Linked DNA regions of Sus scrofa: all the other regions are linked to region 4. Evidence: chromatin contacts called from public HiChIP or PLAC-seq data. All regions are on one chromosome and are shown on one strand. Each heading gives the region's core, a stretch centred on a gene start, on an enhancer-like site or on the middle of the called end of the contact. The rest is flanking DNA. Distances are from core to core; before and after follow the strand shown. Region 1 has its middle 67 kb from the start of ARID1A. Region 2 holds the start of RPS6KA1 (ribosomal protein S6 kinase A1). Region 3 has its middle 20 kb from the start of RPS6KA1. Region 4 holds the start of PIGV (GPI mannosyltransferase 2).

Region 1 (3,313 bases), core at 357-2,856, 150 kb before region 4:
TTAAAAAAAAATGAAAACATGACTTCCTTTCCACCCCTCCCCCCCTAAAACCCCCACTTGTTTAGTCTTGGTCATATAGCAGTTTAGTATAGAATTCTATCCAAAGTCAAAGGTTCCATACAGAAACTTATGTCTGGTTATGTTGTATGGTCTACAGTGTAGCATCTACTAATAGGGGAAATTAGTTTAGGTTGTGTCAAATCGTGTTAAAATACAACATTAAATAAATGCAAAGTGCCCAGAACAAAGAAGGTGATTAAGCTGGTTTAACTACATTCAACCCACTATGCTAAATCCCTGTAGGGCACTTGAGTTAAACAACAAATTTGGTTTCTTGGCCTAAATCCTTTTCTTCAAAGAAATTTTTCTTGTAATTCTGATAAATTTGTTTTCATCTTCATTTCTTAGTCTCTAGGGAAGCTGGGGTGAAAATAACCTGATTGGGTTGCATTTTGGGGAGAGATGGACTGTGAAGAATGGAATTGAAGGAGATCAGTTATACAGCTTAAGAGGCGTTGAAGGAACTGAGGCATGGGAAGTGTGTGATTGTTCAGCCCCAGAAAAAGGCCAGCTAGTGACACCCGGGATGAGGATTTTATCCGGCAGGGAATCAAGTAAGGCTGCGAGGGAGATAATAAGGTGTAATTATAGCAGTGCTGTTAGTGCCTGTTTATGGGGTCTGGCAGCAATTTGGTTGAACACCCCTCATTTTGAGAAATTTGTAATTTGGCAGTAAGAATTCTTGCCTTAAAATTTGGCACAAACCCTCACAGTTTAATATTGCAAAATCTGGGAAATGTTGAAATGTGGCTGCTATTCTAATTGAACTTTTTCAGGCTTTTTCGAATTGGTTTTTTTCCTGTTGGATTCAGAAACAAACGTCTTTTAAAAAGTTCACGAAGGTTTTTTTAAACCACAAACTCAAGTACGCTTACAAGCAGATGTACTGCTGTAAAAAACTCACGACTTACATCTTTGTGTACATACAGAGAGAGAAAAAAAAAAGCTTTCACTTGAAAAACCCGAGTTCCTCCTCTTGGTAGCCCTTTAAAAATTCCCCACAATCAGTATTTTGTTTAATTTCCTTTGAGTCAGAGCGGTACAACGTGGTGTAGCTCTTGGTTTTATCAACCGATTGCTTCCCTCAAGATTATTCACCGTTGTTTTAAAGTAGAAGGGAGGTCACCGAGCTGTAGGGAAATGTGGCCAACTCTGCCTGGGACCAAATTGGCCCAACGGGCTTCTCTAACGAAGTTTTCTGACAGGAAACCAGTCAGTTCTTATAAGCCTCGGCTCTGGTTCCCACGGCCAGGGCGGCTGCGGCGCCCCCCACGCCCCTCTCGGGGCCGGGCAGGACCGTGGGGTGCGGGGCGCTATGGGCAGCAGGGGGCAGCAGCGGGAACCCGTTGTTCTCCAGGCGGGGGGTGGGGGTGGGGGTGGGGGTGGGGCGGGAAGCCACCCCCCTCCTCGTTTCCGTACCCTCCCCTCCCCCTCTCGCGCCTTCCCTCCCCTCCCCGCCGGGAGGAGGGCGGGGGCGCGGAGCCTCCCCCGGGACAGGGGGCGTGTGCGCCCCCTCCGTTCCCCTCCCCCGGCCGGGCTCTCCTGGCTCCCCGAGGCGGGAGTTTCCAGGAAGAGCTCAGAGCGTGGCCGCACTACCGGGCGCACGGAGACGTCAAGTAGTCCCTCAGAGCGACGTGATTTGAGAATTCTAGCTGCCAGGGACTGTCGGAGTTGGAACTCCGAAAAGAGAGCGAATGTCTGCTTAGTCTGAGGAGCTCAGGGAAAGAGGTCCGAGCTCCCACTTTCCATTCTTGGAGAAAGATGTGGGAGGGGGAGGCGGAACGAGTTCCGGCGGAGGGCTCGGACGCGCCGGGTGGAGTGAAACGCCGCGCGGTCGAAGCGCTCACAGAGTTAAAGTGGGCGGGAAAACCCGGAGCGGACTCTCCCTGACACGCCCAGGACCTCCCGCCCCATTCTTCGTGGGGGAGGGGAACGAAAAGAGCAAAGGAGGGAAACGAGTTCCCTCTCCCTGCCTCCTAAATCCCCACTGAAGAAACAAGTGGTAACCCGCCTCCTCGAGAGACGCGCAGCAAGACTGCCAGGTCCCGGCGGGGAGGGGCCCCGTGGCTCCACCTCCTGTAACGTCCGCACCGTCGGCGCTAGGCGCGCGCTCAGAAGCCCAGGCCCGCGACCTGGAGGAGTTGGGCGCGCGCATGCGTGCGGTGGGCGCGCGCTTCCCGCCCCTTTCCTGAGCGCATTCGCTTCCCCCCTCCCCCCACGTTCCTCAGCCGCCACCTCAGAGTCTCCCCCGCACCCAGCCCTCTCTCCGGGGGAGGTGGCTTGTCTTGCCCATCCACTGACTAACCCCTTCACCCCAGCTTTGCCCCGCCTCCCCTGAGCTCTGGTACTAACTCCGCAGCTAGGGCTCGGCTTTCACATTCCCGCCTCCGCCTTCTGTCTCCCCTCCCTACCCTGAAGCACTTCCTGCAAACTGCCCTGTTCTCGCTCCTCTCGGCGCCGCCTCCTCCCTGTCCTAACTGGATGGCTGCTTTCACATTGGGGCTGCGGGTAGTAATTCCTGTACTCTTCCTCTCTACGGTAGCGATCGCCTGCTCCATTTTACAGAGGGGAAAGTTGAGGTCTAGAGCGCGGACAGGCTGGACTCTAAAGGCCCATCGAGTTGTTCCCAAAATCAGGCACCGTAACCGACACTGCAAGGAGTAACTCTCGACATCCTACAATTTAAACCACGTAGGAAAGCCAGTTCCCTCGTCTTTCTTTTGGGACCTTCAATCCTTCCGGAGACCACCCCAGCCCAGTTGGCAAACGCCATAGAAACAGTTTATCCCAAATCAACTGTGTAGCAATTACTAAATTAGAAGAAGGGCCAAGTCCAGATCTTAGCAGGCACAAGGAGCTTTTAGAGGTGATGCATTTATTTGTTCAATGCAAAGTTTTTTTAACACAACGTGTAATGTTTTCTCTTAGATTAGGTAATTCTCTTATTCCTCCTCCCATCTGAGAGCTGTCATTCTTTTGGTTTTGAAAACATTTTGACAATTTGTCCCCTCAAGTAAAAATGACAAAAAATTTACCATTTTATTTTAAATGATAACTTTTTTGTTAAAGCGGTTGGTTACTTATTCCTGAATTCCACACCTCAGTCCCCAAAATCATCTCTGCCCTGAGCTTCAGCTCTGGATTAAAGTTATCTCCAGTTGGTGAGAGGCTTGTAAAATATAGCAGAATATATATATATATTTTATTTTTTTAGGGCCACAACCACTGTATATGTAATTTCCCAGGTCAGGGT
Region 2 (3,188 bases), core at 629-3,128, 220 kb before region 4:
TAGCAAATCAATAGGATACCCAGATAAATTTGAATTCAGACAAACAACAATAATTTTTTGCCTAAATGTGCCCAAATATTACAATGCTAGCCCTGAGCAGAGGGGTTGGGGCATCGCAAACTGGCTCTAGGCAACTGAACGAGGTTATCCTAAAGCTAATGTTAATAACAGCTGCCAACTCTGGCCCAGGCTGCCTCTGGTTTAGCCCTCATCAGGGAGGTAATAGAGTGAACAAGAGAATGAACTCTGGGCCCGGTCTGCCAGGACTGTCTTTCAGCTCTGCCATTTTCCAGTTGTGCGACCTTGGGGGGACCCAGAAAATGAGATGCTTAACTCTCTCTACTCATTTCCTCATCTGTACACTGGAGATAGTAGTAGTACCTACCTCATAAGGTGGTTGTGAAGATTGAGTTGCAGGTAAAGTGCTTAGAACATCCTGGTCCACAGTAAGTACTATGTTAATGTTAGCTATAATTATTTATCTAATCACACTAGACTGAATGTAAACTCCATGAGAAGAGGGACTTTCTTTTGTTCATTGCTATATCCACAGCATCTATTTTTTATTTTTATTTTTGTCTTTTCTAGGGCCGCACCCACGGCATATGGAGGTTCCCAGGCTAGGGGCCTAATCGGAGCTGTAGCCACCAGCCTAAGCCAGAACCACAGCAACGTGGGGTCTGAGCCGTGTCTGCAAGCTACACCACAGCTCATGGCAACGTGGGATCCTTAACCCACTGAGCAAGGCCAGGATTGAACCCACAACATCATGGTTCCTTGTCGGTTTTGTTAACCACTGTGCCACCATGGGAACTCCATGGGAGCATCTTAATTTAGGAGAAATTCTCAAGCACTTTGATTTTTAAAAATCCTAATCTGTTCCCACCTGCTGCGTGACCCTGGGTAACTCATACCTTTCGGAGACTGTTTTATGATGTGTAAACTAGGTGGTGGTGAGGATCCAAGGAAATCACACATTGGTGAAACCTGGTTGAAAGAAGGCTTCTGTGAAACAGTCCTGCTTTAGAACAGCTTTTGTAAATGGCCATTCTTCCTCGCCCATGAAAAAAAACAAGCCCATCTCTCCAAGCCCCCACGTGTGAATAAATCTCAGCAAGCCTGGACCCCTAGCACCTCTTTCGGTGGAGGCTGAATCTCTCCAGGGAGACTCTCTCTCCCGGCCTTTTACTCCAAGGGCAGTCCAGTGTCAGTCAATCCTGGGAGCATGGTACCCACTCTCCTTAGAGGAGGCACAAGCCCAAATCAGCCAGAAGCTGGTCCTGCTTCTGGAGAAATTCTGTGTATTAAGACATCACTCTGGGTTCTGATGATGGGGAAACCTTACCTGGGGTTGGGGCGCTGGGATCCCCAGGGGATCTCAGTGTCGGCTTCCGTAAGGGGGATTGTCCTAGGGCCTCCTAATGAGGGCAGTAGGGCCCAGGCTCCTTTCCAGCCTCCGCCTGGGTCAGGGCCAGGTCATTTAGTGTGTCTGTGTGTGGGGGGAGGGGTTGGGAGGAGACGGGAACAGGGCAAACAGGGCGGCTGGAGGGAAAAGGAGCAATTCAAAACGAGCTGAGTCGAGGAGATTGGTGGCCCTGGAGAGGTCAGCGCGGAGGAAACCAGGTCTGAGAGGGAGAAGTCAAGCGGACCTCTCCCGGGCGGAGCAGAAGACCGACCCCGGGCTGGCGGTGGAGGCGGGGCCAGCACTCCCCTAGCAGAGGGGGCGGGGGGTCTGCGCTGGGAATGCCGCGCCGCGGGGGCTGGGGCGTGGCTTTACTGGCTCCGCCCCCGCGCAGGTAGCCAATGGGCGCGGCGGCGCCGGGTGACGGAGGGAGCCGAAGTGCGAGTGCCGCGGCGGCGGCTGTGGTGGACGGCCCAGCCTGAGTGCCGGGGTCTCTGCTGGGGCGAGGGGGCACGAGGGCTCAGAGCCGGGGACCCTGGTACCCGAGAGGCGGCGCAGCCGGCGCCGCCGGTGGAGCTCCGGCGGCCTGGCGGCGGCGCGATGCCTCTCGCTCAGCTCAAGGAGCCCTGGCCGCTCATGGAGCTGGTGCCGCTGGACCCGGAGGTGAGTGAGCTGGGCGGGAGAAGGGCGCTGGCGGCCGGCGAGCCCGGGTCCCTACAGGGGCGGGGCGGCCCGCGGCGCCGCCGGAGCCTGGCGGGCGCCTGCGAGGACGCGAGTGCCCTCCGATCTCTTGGCCCCTCTCCGGCTCCACCCCCTTATGTCCTGGGTGTGTGTGAGCGAGGGACAGTTCCGCCAAGTGCCGAGAAATCCCTTAGCGTGGAGAGGGGATCCCGCGGTGCGCTGAGATCTGGCCTCCCCTTACCTCTCCCTACACCTAGGACCTGTACCGGGAGGTGTGGGAGTTTCCTTCATTAGCCCAGGCGGCCAGCTCCGGGCTGCCAGATGTCTCGGATTCTACAAGAGACAAGGGTCGTAGGACCCCCCACTTCTCCTTGACATCGCGCATCGCCCTACCGGAAGATCTCCCAGCTTTTCCGCTGCTGACCCTAGAAGGATTGCCCCTTTGACCCTGGCAGTTGTGGAATTTGGGGTGACACGGCCCGTCTGGGGCAGAAACTCTTGGTTTTCTTTGCCCCAGGCTAGGGTCAGAGAACACCTGTGTCCCCTGCCCCGGGCTGTAGAGAAGAGAATGGGGAAAAGCCCTTAGTCCTTGTGACGACTATTCCTGGAGAGGGGGAGGACCTTGGTGGCTGCCGCTGCTTCTTGTCCCCCCCCCCCCAATAAGAAGGGTTGGGCCCCTGAGGAGTTTGGCCTCTGCCTGCCTAGCCTCTTCCAGAAGCAACTCCTTCCTGCCCTCTGAGGATTCTGAGATGATAGGCTCCAAACTTGCAAAAGGCCAGCTCTTCCTGTGCTCTTTGACCTCCAGGGTCAAGGTCAAGCCCCTGAACCAGCAGGTGGAGAAAACTTTCTCCTCAGCCTCATTCTGGGAAGTAGGTAGGTGATACTGCCTTTCCAGAGGAGATATGGGGATATGCGGAGGGGAGGGGGTATGGGGACCTCAGTGAGCCTGGGAGCCAAGGTGCTTTTCCCCTGGCTTCAGCTCATAGCCCCTGCTGAGTACACCTCCTTGGTACTTACCTGAGGCAACCACCAAGTGCCTTGCCTCTCAGGGCCACAGATTGAGATCAGAGTGAGGACCCCTGGTGTGCTGCCCCTTTAAAGGGAT
Region 3 (3,504 bases), core at 44-2,543, 240 kb before region 4:
GATTGACAGCGACTGGATGAAGGCCTGGTGACCACTCCAACGCCACCACGGCAACCTCAATCCCATTCCTGGAACCTAACTTGGGAGGAAGAGAGCCTCTAAAGCCGGTATCCCCGAGGGATAGATAGCTGCCAGGACCTGGTCCCACGCCCCAGCCCTGTGGAGTCTCCAGGTGCCAGACAGGCGCTGCTCCTTGCGGCCACACGGTGGCAGTTTAGAGCCAAGCTCCGCGCCCTACCTAGGAGGTGCTACGGAGGCAGAGCCCCAACACCACACTCTTGCCAGGACTAGTCACGGCATTCAGGCAGAGAGAGCCATTGGACCTAATTTCACCACAGTCCCTCTGGCTGGACCCTCGATTCCCGATCCTAGGCCGGGGACTTACAGCTCACTTGACTAGTCCTCCGCCCCCCAATTGCTCCCGGGACCACCCCGCCCCGCCGCATGTCCCGCGCAGCACACCTGGCGGGTACTGGGACAGCCCTTGCTCAGATTCAGGCTCCGAGCCCTCCCGACCCAGACCGAGCGTCTAGTCCCACTCCCAAGAGTGCCCGCCGGGAGGGAAGGAGGTGGGCGTGGGCTCGATCTCTGTGGTCCTCGCTGCCCCGACGTCCGGCCTTCTCCAACCCTCTGCTTCCGCTTCCGGGCCTGCATCGCTTCTGAACTTCTCAGAACGCCGCGAACCCCCCCTCCCAATCCTTCAAAGGCAGATCCCAGGGGTTGATAGTAAGGCCAGGGACTGACTTCCAAGGGGTCACCTTGGGAGCTCTGAGAGGCTATCGGTCCCGCGCGGGCACGTGCCAGGGTGGGGCTTTAGGGCGGGGCCTAGGACGGGCGGAGTCTCCGGGCTTCGGTTCCCGCGGGCCAAGGAGGTACCCGAGGCGCGCGCGGGGTGCCGGGAGCACGAACTATGCGGAAATGGGGCGGGGTGGGGGAGGCTCAGAACAAGGAGTTTGGGGGCGCACCGGCGGTGGTTTGAGCGAGCGCGGGGCCAACTAGTGTTGGGAGATGAATGGGCTGGTCCTGGAGTTGGGCGGGGATTTGGGGCCTAAAAGCGAGAAGGGCCCAAGGGGGGAGGGGAGGAGGAGGCGGCAGGAACCCCGCCCACTTTCTGGGCTGGGTTCTTGGAACTGGCCAGGAAATCTTGGGACTCAATCTGGGGGCTAGATCTGTAGGCGATGGTTTTTATAGAGACGGCTGATGGGGGGCCCCCAGCCGGTTGTTATAGAGATAGCCATGGCACTCGTTTCCCCCACCTTCCAGGAACTGCTCACTTGTCCCCCAAGTGGTTGGGGGCTCAGCAGCTCCCTCCACTCGCTGCGGGGCGGCCCCACCCGGAGAACCTCAGCAAAGCCCTGCAGTGCCTGCAGAGCCCGCCCTCATCTTCAGTTTTAACAAGACTGGGGGAGAGAGGTGGTTTGGGGGCCTCAGGCCACAAACATCTAGAAAGAGCTCCAGGCCCGAGGGCCTTTTACCCCCTGCCCCTTACTTGGCTCCTGCAAACCTTACTCTACTTGCAGAGGTATTGGAAGTGTCCCCATGCATAGAAAAGAGGAGCAATTTGAACTGCCTCCTTTCCGTTGTAGTCTGCAAAAGAGTACCTAGGCACAGGAGGGCAGCCCAAACCGCTGAAGACAGGGTGCCCAGTTAGCCCTTCCTGCCCACCGGAGTAGTTGGTAGGAGCTCAAACGGTTTAACATAGGACTGAGGTTCACAGAATCAGAGTCCTTTGCTTTCTGATGCTGTTATGCCGTGGGCCCGGGAAACAAATGGGAACCACCCCACCCCACCCTCGCCACCGCTTTTCCCCTCTTCAGTGTTTTTCTTTTCTTTCTTTCCTCTTCAGTGTTTTTCTTTTCTTTCTTTCTTTCTTTCTTTCTTTCTTTCTTTCTTTCTTTCTTTCTTTCTTTCCTTTCTTTCTTCCTTTCTTCCTTTCTTTCTTCCTTTCTTTCTTCCTTTCTTCCTTCCTTTCTGCCTTTCTTCCTTTCTTCCTTCCTTTCTTTCTTCCTTCCTTTCTTCCTTTCTTCCTTCCTTTCTTTCCTTTCTTTCTTCCTTTCTTCCTTCCTTTCTTCCTTCCTTTCTTCCTTTCTTTCTTCCTTTCTTCCTTCCTTTCTTCCTTTCTTTCTTCCTTTCTTTCTTCCTTTCTTTCTTTCTTTCTTCCTTTCTTTCTTTCTTCCTTCCTTTCTTCCTTTCTTCCTTTCTTCCTTTCTTCCTTCCTTCCTTCCTTCCTTTCTTCCTTTCTTCCTTTCTTCCTTTCTTCCTTCCTTCCTTCCTTCCTTTCCTTTCCTTTCCTTTCCTTTCCTTTCCTTTCCTTTCTTTCCTTTCTTTCCTTTCTTCTCGGCCCCAACTGTGGCATATGGAGGTTCCCAGGCTAGGGGGTCAAATCGGAGTTGTAGCTGCCGGCCTACAGCACAGCCACAGCAACGCGGGGTCCATTCAGTGTTGTTTTTCTTTATGTGAAAGTAATTCATCTATCTCATTTATGTTCTTTTTGGGGGGGGGGTCACACCTACGACATGTGGAAGTTCCCTGGCCAGGGATTGAACCTCCACCACAGCAGCAACACAAGCCTTTGCAGTGACAACGCTGGGTACTTCATCAGCTGAAGCAACATGGGAACGCCTCATGTGTCTTATTTTTTTTAAATGTAAAACTTACAAAATTATGGATTTGGAGTTCTCGTCGTGGCTCAGTGGTTAAGGAACGTGACTATCCATGAGGAAGGGGTTCGATCCCTGGCCTTGCTCAGTGTGTTAAGGATCTGGCGTTGCCACTGACTGTGGTAGAGTTCAAGGATGTGGTGGACCCATAGCCTGGGAACTTCCATATTTGCGGGTGTGGCCCTAAAAAGACAAAAAAAAAAAAAGTATATATATATATATATATAGAGAGAGAGAGAGAGAGATTTGAAAGTTGAAAAACATTCACCTTCACCATTGAGATAGCTGTGGTTTTTCTCATTTATTTGTAACACTTACATATATAAGAATATATACATATATGTGTGTATGTATATATATGGGTCACACTACACATACTGTCTTGCAACTTGCTATATACTGTGGACATTTTTTTGGATTCCTCATTTTTAAAGAGTCCATGATATTCCAGAACATGGGTACCACATAATCCATTTAGTATTTTACTGATGAACATTTAATTTTACGCTTATGTTTATAACGATCTTTATGTTGTTTTTATTTTAAATTACAAATAGGTGCTTATTGTAAAAAATTTTTAAATAAAATATTGATAGGAGTTCCCGTCGTGGCTCACCAGAAACGAATCTGACTAGCATCCGTGAGGATGCAGCATCAATCCCTGGCCTTGCTCAGTGGGTTAATGATCTGGCATTCCTGTGAGCTGTGGTGTAGGTCGCATATGTGGCTCGGATCCCATGTTGCTGTGGCTGTGGTGTAGGCAGGCAGTTACAGCTCCGATTTGACCCCTCGCCTGTGAATCACCATATGCCATGGGTGTGGCCCTAAAAAGACGAGATAGAGA
Region 4 (3,375 bases), core at 47-2,546:
AAGGAAGGATAGTTCATTTCTCAATTTTGTTTCTGCAAACAGAGTGCTGCTTGGAGCCTCATAGACTTCTAGAGATTCAAGCCACAACCTTAGGCCCCAGTCAGCAGTGTGCCCCACAGCTTTGCTGATTCACTCACATGCCTCTGGAGCTTTTGAGAACAAGGTATGTCACCATAAAACCTGGGAGAAGAGTCTTTTAAACTCCATTTTACCCCTTCTCCTCCAACACACCAGGATGAAAATGTGATTTATCCACCTTAAACGCAACAAAACCTGAGGAAGTTTAGGTCTCAGGACCTAAAATGAGCAATAAAGAATCAAAAGATCCAGTCTCTGGCCCCCCAGAACTGCTGTGGGCTAGTTGTCATTGCTTGGAGAGATAGCAAACAGTTCTTTTGTTCCCACCCTATTAGCTGCTGCGGAAGATAAACCCCTCCCTCAGCCAGGGCTGTGGCCAGAAGCTAACACAGACCCTAGCTTCGTTTGGAGGGCAGATAACTGAAACCACAGAGGGCTTTGGAATCCTGAGAAATGAGAAATCCACCAACGGAGAAGGATTTATTATCTATTTCCTTTAAGGAGGGTGCAAAGTTGTTCTAACAGTTTCCGTTACAGGGGCACCAACTGGCCGCTCCTCCCTAACAGACAGTTTTGTTGAGTTAGCTGCTTCTTCTTTTTTTTTTTTCTTTTTTGGCCCCGCTTCCTACGAGAGAAACTGCTTGAAGGAGTCCCGGGGCGGTGTGGGGGGGTCCTCTAAAGTTTCCTTCACCATCCTCATTAGTCACCTGAGCTGGGGCTGAGGACCGAAGCAGGACAGGTCTTTAGTAGCTGGAGGAGGGGAAAGCCAGGGGGAACCCCCACTTTCTTCACAACCAGGACGCACGGTGCCGCTGCTGGCCACAGAAACCCCAAAAGGCTTCTTTTTCTATTCAAAGAAGAACAGCTATTGCTCCAGGCCCTGTGCTGACCTGTTGTTGCCGAACAGCAGGGAAAGTGCGGCTCGGGCTTCTGCGAAGAGGCCGCAGGGCAGCCCCCAACTCCGAGAGCCTCGGCCCACAGGGCAACTCAGTTGGTGTTTGCGGGGCGGAACTGGGCCAAGAGCATCGACTCTAAGCCAGCAGCCCCGACGGGCTAAATGAAGGCGGGGGAAGGGGCTTGAGGAGTTGGAATTCCTCAGGTGTCACCAAGGCAGGAAGGTGCCAATGCGGGGGTGGGGTGGGGGTGGGGTTGGCGCGGAACCGCGAGATCCTTCGTCCCCGCCCCACTCGCCCGGAGTCAACATGGCCGCCGCGGAGGGGGGCGGGGCAGCTCAGAATCCCGGCAGGAGCGGGGCGGGGCCGCCATCGGCGGAGCCAGTGCGCAGGCGCGACCGCTCGGGGCCCCGGATGGACGAGCTAAGGTTCGGGCCCCGCCTGGGAGGTTGAGAGCAGCGGGTGCCGGGGACCCGGCGCCAGCTTGGGAGCCTAGGAGTTCCAGGGGGAGGGAAGTTGTCAAACGGAGGCCGAGGGAAATGAGGCGGAGGCCGCGAGAAGCGAGGAGCCCCGCCCCTCCGCCATAGCGGCCTCCCAGTGCCGCCTCTTCCTTTACAGCCTGCAGCCCGCCCCTGCCTTCCGGCCCTAGGCCGGACCGGGCCCCACCGGTTCCCTCGGGAGTTAACCGCTGAGCCGTGTCCCCTTTGTGGAGAGGAGATGCCCAGTCCCTGGTTGGGACTACGTCCGAAAAGGAGAACGCGAGAACGGGCTTCGGACCCGGCTGGGCTTGGGAAAGATGGCCTCTGCCTCGCGGCAGCTAGCAAAACCTCTGGTCCTGAGGACCTTGGGTCAGAGCGACCTCCCTACCCCACAGAGGATGTTAATCTTATCCAGAGAAACTAGGGCTCCAATTCCACAGGTTTTCCTATCGGCCCAGATTGGGCCCTCCCTGCCTTGAGTACAAACAGCAAGAGCTTGCGCTGTCAGACAAGTACTGGGCTTGGAGACCCGGCTTGTAATCCAGTTTCTGGAAGACTGCAACCCTTTTGGCAGGAGTGAGGGCTGGTAGACTATGAGGTTTCAGAAGGGAAAAAAAGGAAAAGAAAAGACATTCTCTTTAAATATTGCTTTGGCTGTGCCACCTGACCCCAGCGAGCCTCAGTTTCCACATCCATAAAATGGCGATTGTAATTACACAGGCCTCATGGGGTGTAATGAGATCTCTGGTGGAAAAACTCTGGAGATTTTATTACCCTGGGCATATTTATCTCACAGGAAAACAGGGTAAAACTGGTTGCTCTCTAAGTGCCCTGCCAGTTCAGAATCTGTGATTTCGTTAGAGGGGTTGTTGGGAAGTGAGGCCCTCAATGAGCAGAGAGGGAGCTCACTGGTTTTATTTTCACTCGGTTTACCTGTAAGTTAAGGGTAGGCTGCACGTCTTCTGTTGTCGCTGGGTCTAGAGCTTGACTCTAGAGAGAGGAAAGGAAGAATGGAAGCCTGGTGAAGAGGCAGAGGTGGGTTACGTGCTCTTCTGTTCCCAACTCCTCTGCATGTGGGTGGGAAGTGAAAGAAGGGAAAAAGTGAATAAACGCTAGGATAGGCAACCAGCGGACGTGTGAGGCTGGCTGTGCCTGTTCCCGCGAATCCTTTCGATTCAGCGAGTCAGATATTGGAACTGTTGGGTAGATTCACAAACTACCGCTGCTCTCTGGGGATTTCAGAAGCTTGCTTTTGAACTGAATTTTGATGAGCAAACCCGTTTGGCGTTGGGAGCCCCTCCCTTCCTCCTGGCCTCCTGGTGATGGAGTAAGCAACAGGCGCCCCCTTGTGCTGAGGAAAGAGAACTGTTGCTCATGGCAGGTTTTTCTGGAGATATTGTATTATTTTCCTGTGGCTTTTGTGACTTCTGTCGTTTTGCTCTCAACGTGAGATATGGTGGGAGGAATACTCGGAGCAGTGATTTTTGTATCCGGAGCCAATGAACTGGTGAAGCTGTATCTAGTTCTTGCCAGCTCCACTCAGTCAGAACACAGGCTCAGAATGCCTGTTTGTAATGCTAGGCCCTGAGGGTATAGTTAGGAGCAAAATGGACAAAAGCCCCTGCCCTCATAAAACAACGTAAATAAGCAACAGCAATAAAGATGACCAGGCAGAGTGTAACGAGAGCATATCACATAGTCTAGTGAGGGTCAGAGAAGAATTCCAGAAACAAGTGATACCTAAAAGTTTGATAGGTATTAGCCAGTTGGAAAGAAAAGTTTTCCAGGCCACGTATGTGGCATATGGAAGTTCCTGGGCCAGATTCTTTTTTTTTTTTTTTTTTTTTTGGCTTTTTTAGGCCCGCGCCCATGGCATATGGAGGTTCCCAGGCTAGGGGTCCAATAAGCTACAGCTGCTGGCCTAC

The links. HiChIP or PLAC-seq counts read pairs in DNA pulled down with a chosen protein or histone mark.
Region 1: a contact with region 4 is called in an H3K27ac HiChIP or PLAC-seq map of skeletal muscle. The contact joins the enhancer-like site here to the promoter of PIGV in region 4. A contact is called at or near these places in 3 of 5 promoter capture datasets (fetal liver, fetal skeletal muscle and liver), 14 of 47 Hi-C or Micro-C datasets (alveolar macrophages, brain, embryonic fibroblasts and 7 more) and 2 of 2 datasets of contacts at active chromatin or transcription factors (alveolar macrophages and skeletal muscle).
Region 2: an H3K27ac HiChIP or PLAC-seq map of alveolar macrophages shows a contact between it and region 4. The contact joins the promoter of RPS6KA1 here to the promoter of PIGV in region 4. A contact is called at or near these places in 1 of 5 promoter capture datasets (fetal skeletal muscle), 1 of 47 Hi-C or Micro-C datasets (liver) and 2 of 2 datasets of contacts at active chromatin or transcription factors (alveolar macrophages and skeletal muscle).
Region 3: a contact with region 4 is called in an H3K27ac HiChIP or PLAC-seq map of alveolar macrophages. The contact joins the enhancer-like site here to the promoter of PIGV in region 4. A contact is called at or near these places in 2 of 5 promoter capture datasets (fetal liver and liver), 13 of 47 Hi-C or Micro-C datasets (alveolar macrophages, blood, embryonic fibroblasts and 8 more) and 2 of 2 datasets of contacts at active chromatin or transcription factors (alveolar macrophages and skeletal muscle).

The regions. Positions count from the first base shown.
Region 1 is chr6:83,981,030-83,984,342 of Sscrofa11.1, forward strand. No RefSeq gene overlaps it. Among named protein-coding and RNA genes, the nearest start is that of ARID1A, 67 kb to the right of the region's middle. Within about 2 kb of position 1,607, at least 82 of the 83 cell types and tissues checked have an H3K27ac peak or open chromatin away from gene starts, as enhancers often do. A contact at or near this core is called in alveolar macrophages, brain, embryonic fibroblasts and 6 more, where this site is marked.
Region 2 is chr6:83,903,246-83,906,433 of Sscrofa11.1, forward strand. RPS6KA1 (ribosomal protein S6 kinase A1) reads left to right here and starts at 1,879. Exons shown (of 22, transcript NM_001243214.1): 1 at 1,879-2,065. The coding sequence starts at 2,003.
Region 3 is chr6:83,883,633-83,887,136 of Sscrofa11.1, forward strand. No RefSeq gene overlaps it. Among named protein-coding and RNA genes, the nearest start is that of RPS6KA1, 20 kb to the right of the region's middle. Within about 2 kb of position 1,294, at least 74 of the 83 cell types and tissues checked have an H3K27ac peak or open chromatin away from gene starts, as enhancers often do. A contact at or near this core is called in alveolar macrophages, embryonic fibroblasts, fetal liver and 7 more, where this site is marked.
Region 4 is chr6:84,128,615-84,131,989 of Sscrofa11.1, forward strand. It overlaps PIGV (GPI mannosyltransferase 2), which reads left to right and starts at 1,297. Exons shown (of 4, transcript XM_003356221.4): 1 at 1,297-1,399.